3 separate regions of the Mus musculus genome follow, and regions 1 and 2 are each linked to region 3. Evidence: chromatin contacts called from public Hi-C and capture Hi-C data. All regions are on one chromosome and are shown on one strand. Each heading gives the region's core, a stretch centred on a gene start, on an enhancer-like site or on the middle of the called end of the contact. The rest is flanking DNA. Distances are from core to core; before and after follow the strand shown.

Region 1 (3,640 bases), core at 518-3,017, 690 kb before region 3:
CACAGGACAGGAAAGGGATCTCTTTTAGGGAATCTATCAGTTCTCCTCCTAGGGATCCCTCCAAAAGAGAAAACCACAGCAAACTGGGGTGCAGTGAGGCTTGAGGTAACTGCCTGGGAGAAGTTCTGATCTGAAGAAGTCTATACTGGTTTCCAGAGCTTGTCAGTGGGCATTGGAGTGGGGCTCTCTCTGCTCCGGGAAGAGGTTTGCAGGGAGAAAGAACTTCACAGAGAGCCAGGCACTGGACAGGACATGCAGGGGTGGGTCACTTACATACAACCGTAGGTCGTTTCGAGCCCGTCATATGACTCATCCAATCCTCCCCTGTACCGCACAGAGGGACTGCTTGGAAAAGCTATGGAACCTCCCTACTCCGTTAGGCATAGATTTAACCCTTCCCATCCGAGGAGCGGCTGCTGTCCGTGGTGCTGAAGCGATAGCGGCACGGGCGGCTCCGTCCACTAACACCGCTTTTGACCGGAAAACCAAACCAAGAACGAGCCGTATAATAAAGCAAGAGCTCCAAGTCTAAGCCCCTCCGCCGTCCCCGCCCTTTCACCTGAAGCCTCAGTAGGGCTCATGATGGAGGTCGGTGGACTTTGGTACTGAAAAACCACTCCACCACTTCCTCGGAGCATGAAAGGGGATGCTTACGGCAGTACTGGTTCATCTATTCTGGAAAAGGAATGAGATGCCAAGATAAAGCAGAAAAATCGGGCAAGGAAGGGAGAAAGACAAAGTTCTCAGGTGAGAGGAACTGGTTACTATTCCGACTGGCAATATGTGGGTTCTCCTCCCCAAAATCAGCCAGACATTTCCCAAGTTCGAACCTCCTAGGGGCACATGGGAGCTTGGAGCTGCATCTTGTCTCTTGCACACAAGGGAAAACCAAACATAGGAGAACACAATTTGTACAAGGTCATTCAGCTAGCGAAGCACAGAAGCTAACCCCACCCTGTGGCAGAACTTGGCTTCGGTGTTGAGGCTCTTGCTGCCTACTGAGGGACCCCCTGTTCTTCGTAGGCAGTTTTCCTTTCCGGGCAAGAGGAGACTCCACTTTCCAGTCGTGGCCACTGGAATTTTTAGAGAGCACCACGTTCCTCTCACCCAGCGCTCCCTTTCTCCGTCTGCAGTGTTCTCCTTCTCAGGGTAGCTTTGCGGTCCTTTCAAACTCCACGCCCACCCCAACCCCAACCCCGAAGCCAGCTGTACAGTTCCTTAAGCCCCTTTGGGTGGCCCAGGGCCGCTGTAGTATCTGGGGAACACTGCACCGCCAGCTAGAAGGTCCCCATTTATCATCAGTAGCATCCATCATGCAACCCCATACAGAATCCCTTCGTGGGTGACTGCAGTCTGCACTCCTCATCTCAAGGTCCTCTCTAACTATCAGGGAACCAACCCTGTGCTGCTTCTCAAGTGGGGGTGTCCTCTCATAGTAATCACTGCAGTCTCCCACTGCTTCAACCCGAAGGCGCCCTGACCCATCAGTTCTGCAATCCTCTCCCTATTTCCAGTGCCCTCTCTTATTCTGAGGGTCTTATTCTGACTAATAGGGTCTTCCGACATGCACCTGGAGGTCTGCACTTGTCCGCTCCGGAAGTCCTTTACTCCTTGGTCTGACCTCGGGAGGCTCTACTGACGATGCGTCGATTCCCCTTCACTCCTGGGTCGTCCCCCCCAGCCCCGCCCCTCTCACTGCGGAGAAGCCGGTCGGCCCGGGGCCGCGGGGGAGGAGGTGGAGAGGGTGGGGCCCTCCTCCCCAGCCCCCCACTGCCGAGGGGCCGGACCGGGCCACCGCGGATATAAAAGAGCCGGAGTCCCAGAGCTGCCGCAGTGCTGCCTGCCCCGTCCCAGCCCCGCACTCCCGCTCCGCTGGCGGCCGCACCTGCTCCGGCCATGATGAGCTTCGGCAGCGCCGATGCGCTGCTGGGCGCCCCGTTCGCGCCGCTGCACGGAGGCGGCAGCCTGCACTACTCGCTGAGCCGCAAGGCAGGCCCGGGCGGCACGCGCTCCGCGGCCGGCTCCTCCAGCGGCTTCCACTCGTGGGCGCGGACGTCCGTGAGCTCCGTGTCCGCCTCACCCAGCCGCTTCCGCGGCGCCGCCTCGAGCACCGACTCGCTAGACACCCTAAGCAACGGCCCAGAGGGCTGCGTGGTGGCGGCGGTGGCGGCGCGCAGCGAGAAGGAGCAGCTGCAGGCTCTGAACGACCGCTTCGCGGGCTACATCGACAAGGTGAGGCAGCTCGAGGCGCACAACCGCAGCCTGGAGGGCGAGGCGGCGGCGCTGCGGCAGCAGCAAGCCGGCCGCGCCGCCATGGGCGAGCTGTACGAGCGCGAGGTGCGCGAGATGCGCGGCGCCGTGCTGCGCCTCGGGGCGGCGCGCGGGCAGCTGCGCCTGGAGCAGGAGCACCTGCTGGAGGACATCGCTCACGTCCGCCAGCGGCTGGACGAGGAGGCCCGGCAGCGTGAGGAGGCGGAGGCGGCGGCGCGCGCCCTGGCGCGCTTCGCGCAGGAGGCGGAAGCGGCGCGCGTGGAGCTGCAGAAGAAGGCGCAGGCGCTGCAGGAGGAGTGCGGCTACCTGCGGCGCCACCACCAGGAGGAGGTGGGCGAGCTGCTCGGTCAGATCCAGGGCTGCGGGGCCGCGCAGGCGCAGGCTCAGGCCGAGGCTCGCGACGCCCTCAAGTGCGACGTGACGTCGGCGCTGCGGGAGATCCGCGCGCAGCTCGAAGGCCACGCGGTGCAGAGCACGCTGCAGTCCGAGGAGTGGTTCCGAGGTGCGCGGGAGCGCGGGGTGGGAAGGGGTCGCCCCCTCCTGGCGGAGCAGTGAGCAGCCCGAGAGGACTCCTCTCAGAAGTAGCTAGACCCGCTGCGAGGTGCATGCCACCTGACAAAGTAGCGGTTTTACCCAGACCCTCCCTTGGGGCGCCCCAACTCTGGATTTTCCTTTAGAAAAAGGAAACCACCCTCCACATTTTTTATGTCTGTAATTAAACACCGGGGCCAACCCCTGTGCCCCACACACTGTTAGACCCCAGATTCAGACTGATCTCCCATCTGAAATGGAGCAAGCCCCGTCTGGACCCAGCGTATCAGGTATCCAGCAGCCGCTTGCCATGCCAACTCTGCCCACCCTTTCTTGCGCACCCTGCGCAGTGGGTGGAACAGGAGTATTCGTTCTACCAGGCTTCGTCCCACTACTTGCTCAGTACATAACATCGCGAATTTTAGTAATTGCTGTGTAAAAATGAAAGCCATTCATTTTCATGCCGTTTCTAGCCAGTACGGAACCATCATGTGGACCTCATTGCTGTAAATGGCTGTTATTTAATATCCCCTTCCTCTTTCCCAAAATTTACAGGGGTTCTGAGTCAGCTAGACTGCAGTTGCCCTGAAACCTTACCCTTTAGCTGCAGGGTGACCTTGACCAACATTGGCTTTCTCTCATTCTCATTTCTTTTGGGATTGGGGCAAAGAGTAACTGGGCTTCTTTGTGTCAGCTGCAGTCATCTGCTGTAGTCGTTCCTGTAGTCATCTATAAATCTGGAGGCAAGTACAGAGCATCTGCGCTTTTCAAAAGTGTCTGTGATCCATAATAGCCAAGAATCCTAACTTGAGTGGCTTTTAAGCCTTTGCTAACAGCA
Region 2 (3,884 bases), core at 870-3,369, 560 kb before region 3:
GGCTGCTTCTTTATCTCTTTGTAAAGAAACTAGGAGATTTAAAGGTTTCACTGCTTCAGGACAGCTCAGCTTTCAGTTTTTCTTGGCTTTAAAGCCTGGGGGAATTATATGTGTGACCGAAGCCACATAAAGATTCTTTAGGGGTTGGGCTGTAGCTCTGTATTCATGAAGCCTTGGGTTCCAGCTCAGCACTGTATAAACAGAACACAGTGTGCTTTTGTAATCCACAGGCGAATCAGAAATTCAGGGTCATCTTCTGTTCTGTAGAGAACTCAAGCCAGGCTTAAGCTCCACGAAACCAGACTCCCTGTGTTATAAAAATGGCGTTCGTGTGCTTACCTGAGACAGCACTTGTCCCTCCTGTGACTTTGGCTTGATTTTCCTTCGTATTGAAATGTTAGATTGGTTTTGTGACTAAGGAAGGCAACATTTAATACTAGGAATCTGGAAAGACAGTTGGCTTTGTTAGCGTATTCTTACTTCATGTGGCTTTCTTGTCCTTGTGTCTGGAACATCACACATTGCACCACTGTAAGAAATTAGGTGTAATGAGATATGTTAATTCAACATTATGGCTTAGGAATTATATTTCCTGAGCCTCATGTGTACTTAAAAGTTGAATCGATCAAATTTTATTGCTTCCTTTTTCCTTAGAGCAGCACATTGGAAGTGGTGACTTTTTTCTACAGTCATAATTCAGTGGCCTTGGTGACTTTTGTCTTATATAAAGATTTGAAAGTACACTTTATCTCCTGCAGTCCTGGGAAGTGCGCCACAGGCCAACACTGAGACAGAAAGTGCAGCAACCCGCAGCTCTTGTCATGCCGCCACCTTGTCAGTCTCTGCTGTAATCAAACACATCTTTTTCTTGGCGGTGGGAGGAGGACTTTGTTGTTGGTTGGATGGTTTTTCGAGACAGTGTTTCTTTGTGTGATCCTGGCTGTCCTGGAACTCACCTCAACTCAAAGATCCACCTGCCTCTGCCTCCTCAGTGCTGGGATGAAAGGTGTGCACTAGACGGCTGGGCAAGCAGATCTTAATGCAAAAAGACGCAGCTGTCTTACCGATAGCTTCTTAGTGGCTGAACTAGCAACTGGTCTGCAACAGTTTTTTAAAAAGTTCCCTTTGTCGGAAACTCACTAACAGGCTGCTTTGTTCATTTAGGCTAAAGCCCTCATTTAGAATTCTCTGCAGCCATCTGTTGTCGTCCACACATGCCATTGCCTGTCTCCCTCATTCCCCCTTTCAGGTGAAGAAGCAGATTTTGGATGAAAAGGTCTACTGCCCTCCCGAGGCGTCCGTGCTCTTGGCGTCATATGCTGTCCAGGCCAAGGTGGGTGCAAAGAAAGGGAAATGTGCCCTTCTTCAACATTAACTCCACAGGATGGCTATGGTCTTCCATTTCTTTGAATTTTAGGGACTTCAGAACAACTTGCCCCCAAAAATGAGATGTCATAAGGTTTGGACATCTATTGTTGCTTCCTCAACGTCTGTATATTTTGTATATGTGCATGTGTTGTGTACTATGTGACAAGCATATCATTCTAATGACTTACAATTCATTCTAAGTGAATTCATTTAAAAAGATGAATTTTCTGTGTAATCTCATTATGCACATGTGGCTCATTAAATTCATCACATCAGCTTCATTTTATTAGTCAGGAGAAGTGAATTTATGGTCTCTAATTATGATCAAATGAGGCCTTTAGGTCAGCAAGACCCAGATCCTCCATCCAAACTCATCTTTCCAGAGACTGCATTCTTAGAAACCACACTCCTGGTGAGGCTCTGGTGGGCATATTTTGTGCATGTGGCTAGATACTGCAGGAGCTGGGTCTGCTGAGCCTGTCTGACCCAGTGACGCTGTCTCATTAGCCTAAAATCATTCCTTTTTGCATAGACAGTGGACCAGGGGTAGTTGGAGAGGAACATCTTTGAGTATTGGGTTTTCATCCCATCTTTAAGTTCAGGTTGAGTTTCAGCCAGAGTGTTCCATGACCCTTGGATTTCCTACCTCAATCACATTTTTAATGCAACTTCAGATCAAAGCTAGGAATGGCTTGCTTGTCATTTGGGTTGGGAAATGAGTTTTGAAATGTGTATGCTGGTCAGGCCAGTAGAAGCACAGTGAGTTTAATCATTTGATGACTCATTAGTGTCTGCTGAGTAGTCACAAGGATGGAACATGGGGCTTGTTAACTGTCAGATGCAGGCACTAGAGCAACTTCTGCCCTCAGTGATTCTCCAAGGTCATTGGTACCTTCACAGGTAAAGCTGGAGACAGGATCTATGGCTTTAGAGTTGTACTTTCTTTATGCCTTCCTTGAAAAAGGAGTGGTTGAGAAAGCAGAAATGGGCTGTGGTTCAAGTAAAGCAGATGCTCCTTTTGTGCTTTGATGGAGAGCATTGGTAAGAGGAGAGAGGCACCCTTTCAGTCTTGGTGGGGACACAGCAGCCGTCACCACTTTCCTTAGCTCTGTGGATGTGCCCCAGAGCTGACCCTTCCTGCATGCTTTCTCCTGTCTGACGCAAACCCTCAAGGGGACTATCTCAGTCTCAAAGGTTTTGGGTCACAAATTCAAAGGCCACCTGTGTGGGGGCAGAAGGGTCTGCATCATTTTTCAGGACCCAGCAGATGTTCCCTTGAACAGATCTCACTGTAGGAAAGCCAAGTTAGAGATGAAAGTGATTCACAGACAACATATGTGGTTCATATGGAGGCGGGTGCTCTAACTGTTTTTTCCGGTGTCAAATTTAGGAATCTTACAAATAAAGGTACTCTCTAGCCTTTATCTCGAGTCTGTATCCGAGCGTGGTGTGGTGGTGTACACCTTTAAGACTATGCTCCAGACCATCAAGGGCTGGAAAGGAAGACCCTGTTTGCTTTAGGGGAACCAGGGCTTACTATAGCTATGTCAACAGTTTCTCTTGGACTACTCTGCTTAATAGTAAGAGAATATTTAGGGTCGGCTACCTCTTTGTTTAACAAAGAGTCCAACAGACTATTCCAGAAGATACTCCATGAATTAATGGAAGCCAAGACTTGTACAAGCTTGCTTTCCTGGTGACAGGATTCAAGGTTAGAAGAGATGACTGATTTTTTTTTCCAGTCACAGATCTTTTACATTATTTTTATACTTATGGAATGCACAGACGACTTTTTGTTTGTTTTTGTTTTCATGGCCGGGGACTTGAACCCATAGCCACATGTGAGGCAAGTGCTTTACCATATAGTTACCTGCCTCTTGATGACGAGTGAAGCCGACTGGGAAGGAGGGGTAGAACCAGGCTGGAAACCTAGGTGTCTGGGCTGCCTGATGCTGCACTTTGTTCTGCCCCTCACTGTCTAGTGAGGTATGTGGGGGTCAGGCATTAAATTTCACTAAGTTCTAATTTTGTTTACAAGAGAAAACAACTTTATCTGAACGTTTTCAGTAAGCCACAATCTCCTTATATACAGTTTATTTTCTTTCCAATCTTTATTCTTTGGTTTTTTCAAGACAGGGTTTCTCTGTATAGCCCTGGCTGTCCTGGAACTCACTCTGTAGACCAGGCTGGCTTCGAACTCAGAAATCCGCCTGCCTCTGCCTCCCAAGTGCTGGGACTAAAGGCGTGCGCCACCATACCTGGCAGGATTTTACTTTCCAACCTAAAACAGAAACTCTATAGAAATATGGAGGGAAAATGGAATCGAACTCATTAACACATGGAATGTAATTATGTGCAAATGGCATTCGTTACAGTATTTCAGCTGTTGGAATGATGTAGATACACTTAACTTCAAACCATAAAGAAACCATTAACTTCAAGGTATAAATACAAATAAATTTAATCACATGGTTCAGTTAACAAGAACCACATTTCTTGATTCAAGTTTGAGTTAT
Region 3 (3,665 bases), core at 130-2,629:
CAGCTCGCCTGTTCAGTCCGTACCAGTAGGTGGGTGGGGCTGGATAACTGGATTTGAGGAAGTGAGTGGGTGTCTGGGGTGCAGGATGGGGGTGGGCAGAGGCCATTCACCAACACAAGGGAAGAAGGCTCCTCTTGGGGGCTTCCAGAGCTTTGTCCTAATATCTGCAAGGTGTAGCCCAAAAGACTGGCCACAAGGAGGTGCCAGAACCACATTCAGTGGTCAATGGGGCACAGCCTTGCCATGGCTCTGGGGGAGGGGGCAGTGGCCTTTTCCTGGTCCTGCTACCTGCTCCCACCTTGTCCTGACAGTTCTTCCAGGTGGGGATCAGACTGTCAACTTCGCAGGGGGCCACGGTGACCCAGAGAAGGAAAATGAACTGCCCAAATTCACACAGCAAGAGGCAAGAATCAAAGCAAACTAAACCACTTGGTTGTACAGACTAGTCCCAGGCTCCCCTTACTGTCCTGTCCCGGCATGGCATGACATGGACAGGATCCTGGGAACAATGTCCCCTCCTTTTGTCAGCCCCCTAGCAGGTTTGGAGGAACACTGACAAATTAGAGGTAAGAGCCTCTTGGAATTTTGGATGCCAAGCACCCAACGCAGGGGGCTCTTGCACAGACTTGGTTTTTGTTTTTCTCTCTTTGTCACTGTCCTGGAGCTCGGATGCGGGGGGGACGAAGACCGGCCAAGCTCCGATCTGGCCCAAGGTCAAAGGCAGAGGAGTAATGACCTTGGCTGATCAAGTTCCCCAGAGCACCCATGATGGTCCCCGTGGACTGCTGCAGCCCATTTTGAATGGACAGGGACGGCCCTCCACTGCTCCATCTACCGGAGGGTAAATGAGGCCTCTGCAAGCTCAGAACTCTAGAAAAAGAAAAGGGATTTGAGTCCCCTGGGGATGCAGAAATCATGACTGCCTTTAGAATCAGGCTGACCCTACCACGATGGCACAATGCAAGCCTGGAATCCATGTGCTCTCTCCACTGCCCTTTACCCATCCTGTGAACTTTAACCCACGGGACACTTCCACAGCTGGTCTCTCCAGCTTTGCTTGGCCATCCTCCAAGAGAGACTTCCAAGCCTGACTTACAATGCATCCATTACAGACAGGGAGAGCGAATGCTGGAGGGTTGTGTGGGCCAGCAGGTGCCCCTGATCCACAGGGGAGCAACTGATGGACCATCTACCCTCCTGGGGATAAGTGTGGGGTGCAGCAGTGCCCCTCCGCCCTGCCCCCTCAAGGGAATCCTACCGTGGTCTCGCAGCCCTCCACAGTCTGCACAGTTGTCCAGTCTTCAGGGTGACACCATCGTTGTTGGGCCCCTCTGCTTCCCTCTCCTCCTGAGGCTCCTCTGGCGTTGGCTCCTCACCCTGCCCCCCACCTGACTTCCGTCTGAAGTTGGTGGCCTGAGGCTCCCCCCACTTCCACCCCACCCCCAAGCTGAGGACCAGAGAGGTAGAGCACCCACACCACAGATGGAGCCTGACACGGTGGTGGGAAAGGTGTTGTTAGAAGGAGAAGCAGGGCTGGGTGTGGGGAGGGGGCGTCCCTGTACTTGATGCCCCTGGGCTGCGTGGCAAAGCCACTATGGCCTGAGTCACAGCTGACTGGGCCGCGCCTAGCCTGTCTGGGTGACCCAAGCCAGCATAAGGCAATGACTGGGCAGCTCTCCTCATGACCAGCTGGGGTCAACCTTAGGTGTTTTGACTCAGACCTGCCACAGGCTGTGTGCACAGCTACCATCCTCTGTCTCTGTCCCAAGAGCCACAGGCCTATAGCTGCCCCTGTCCCAGCCCCCACCTCATAACCCGGGGAGCTACCTGGCCCTTCTGATCTGCAATCAGCCCCAGGCTTCAGGGCCCCACCTGCTGTGGGACCTTCGTCCCTCCCTGGACAAGCCCTGCCCTTGGGAATACTCCGGGAAGCAAGGAACTTTGTTGCCTGTGCTGCTGAGGGCCTCTTGATTCTCTGTGGACTGTGACCTTTTTCTTGGTGCTACAAGGAGTTCTGTAGACTGCCTGGGCAGGCTTGCCATGGACGGCCAGAAGATGGTTGGGGACAGGGACTAAGAGAGGAGAGATACAGAAAAGAAAAAAGAAAAAAAAGCAATCAAGAAGGGATTAAGGAAGGGACTGAGAGAAGGAGAGAGGGAGGAAGGGAGGAAGGGAGGGAGGGAGGGAAGGGAAAGGGGGGAGGAGAGTAAAGTATAAAGAGAGGGAGAGAAGGAGGGACTGTTGACAGTTTTCAAACCTGCCTAGAGCAATATTAGTCCTACACTTTTCCCAGGAAACCCTGTTTTAGGGAAGTGGGCTCCAACAACACACAGTGCAGAGGCAAAACTGAGGCTTGGCCTATGAGTAAGATAAGGGCAGAGGTCACAATCTTTTCACCTGTAAGGTCTTCGTCTCTCACTGAAGAGAAAAATAATCACGCTAAAGTTGGGATGAAGGGGTGGAGTGCAGAAATGTCTTGGTGAACAGTACTCCCCTTTAACCTCTGTAGGGCCCAGGACACCAGGACCAGGTGAAACACTGCACACATAAAGTCATTTTAAAACTGGGGCTGGGCGGTGGCGCACACCTTTAATCCCAGCACTCAGGAAGCAGAGGCAGGTAGGTGGATCTCTGTGTTCAAGGCCAGCCTGGTCTACAGAGTGAGTTCCAGGACAGCCAGAGGAGAAACTCTGTCTCAGAAAACAGTAATAACAACAACAACAACCTGGGACAGCGGTTAGCAGATGGCTCTGTGGGTAAAGTGCTTGATATGCAAGCCTAACCCCCTGAGCTTGAATCTCTACATGGCAGCAGCCTCTGACCCCCAGGACTGGGAGGCAGAGACTGAGAGATCTCAGATGCATGCTGGCCAAGCAGCCTGGGCAAATGTCAGTGTCTAGATTCAATGAGATACTGTGTCCAGAAAAATAAGGTGGATGCGGCTGGGGAGATGGCGCAGTGGTTAAGATATTTGCTGCTCCTGTAGAGGATCCAGGTTCAGTCCCAGTACCCACAAGCTGACTTACAGTTCCAAAGGATGCCACATCCTCTTCCAACCTTTGGGGGCATCAGTTGCACAGATAGACACGCAGAGAAAACACAATATGCATAAGATAAATACATCTAAAGAAGAAATGATGAGTTGGAGGGACTGGAGAGAGGGCTCGGTGGTTGAAGTACGGGAGCACTTTGACAGACGATTCAAATTTGTTTCCCAAAATTTATGTCAGGTGACTCACAACTGCCTGTGACCCCCGCTCCAGAGGCCTCTACAGGCACCCATACTCACACGCACATATACACATAATTTTAAAATAAACATAAAATCATTTTTTAAATGCAGGGTTTAATTTAATGCAGGGTTTAAATGCACTGCTGTCCTGGAACTCGCTCTGTAGACCAGGCTGGCCTCAAACTCACAGAGATCCTCCTGCCTCTGCCTCCCAAGTGCTGGGGTTAATGGTGGTACCAAATAAGTCTTTCTTCTTTTTTAAAGGAATTATTATTTAATAAATGTTTGTGAGTACACTGTTGCTATCTTCAGACACACCAGAAGAGAGCATCAGATCCCATTACAAATGGTTGTGAGCCACTATGAGGTTGCTGGGAATTGAACTCAGGACCTCTGAGGAGCAGTCAATGCTCTTAACCACTGAGCCATCTCT

What was found. A called contact is a pair of places that touch in the nucleus more often than the background predicts. Capture Hi-C pulls out chosen DNA fragments and counts their contacts.
Region 1: a capture Hi-C map of macrophages shows a contact between it and region 3, with 5 times the contacts expected there. The contact joins the promoter of Nefh here to the promoter of Lif in region 3. A contact is called at or near these places in 1 of 15 datasets of contacts at CTCF or cohesin (embryonic stem cells), 5 of 115 datasets of contacts at active chromatin or transcription factors (astrocytes, embryonic stem cells and stem cell-derived neural progenitor cells) and 2 of 9 other capture datasets (adipose tissue and macrophages).
Region 2: a contact with region 3 is called in a Hi-C map of bone marrow-derived macrophages, with 17 read pairs. The contact joins the enhancer-like site here to the promoter of Lif in region 3. A contact is called at or near these places in 3 of 39 promoter capture datasets (the C10 cell line, the SN4741 cell line and hippocampal neurons), 2 of 15 datasets of contacts at CTCF or cohesin (embryonic stem cells and large pre-B cells), 26 of 484 Hi-C or Micro-C datasets (CD4 T cells, the CH12 cell line, the G1E-ER4 cell line and 20 more), 12 of 115 datasets of contacts at active chromatin or transcription factors (Th17 cells, astrocytes, bone marrow-derived macrophages and 6 more) and 2 of 9 other capture datasets (adipose tissue and embryonic stem cells).

The regions. Positions count from the first base shown.
Region 1 is chr11:4,946,191-4,949,830 of GRCm38.p6, reverse strand. Nefh (neurofilament, heavy polypeptide) reads left to right here and starts at 1,767. Exons shown (of 4, transcript NM_010904.3): 1 at 1,767-2,773. The coding sequence starts at 1,897. It also overlaps a transcript of Ap1b1 not described here.
Region 2 is chr11:4,813,531-4,817,414 of GRCm38.p6, reverse strand. It overlaps Nf2 (neurofibromin 2), which reads left to right. Exons shown (of 17, transcript NM_001252250.1): 4 at 1,250-1,333. Among named protein-coding and RNA genes, the nearest start is that of Nf2, 34 kb to the left of the region's middle. Within about 2 kb of position 2,119, at least 22 of the 459 cell types and tissues checked have an H3K27ac peak or open chromatin away from gene starts, as enhancers often do. A contact at or near this core is called in the N1E-115 cell line, bone marrow-derived macrophages and hippocampal neurons, where this site is marked.
Region 3 is chr11:4,255,282-4,258,946 of GRCm38.p6, reverse strand. Lif (leukemia inhibitory factor) reads right to left here and starts at 1,379. Exons shown (of 4, transcript NM_008501.2): 1 at 1,259-1,379.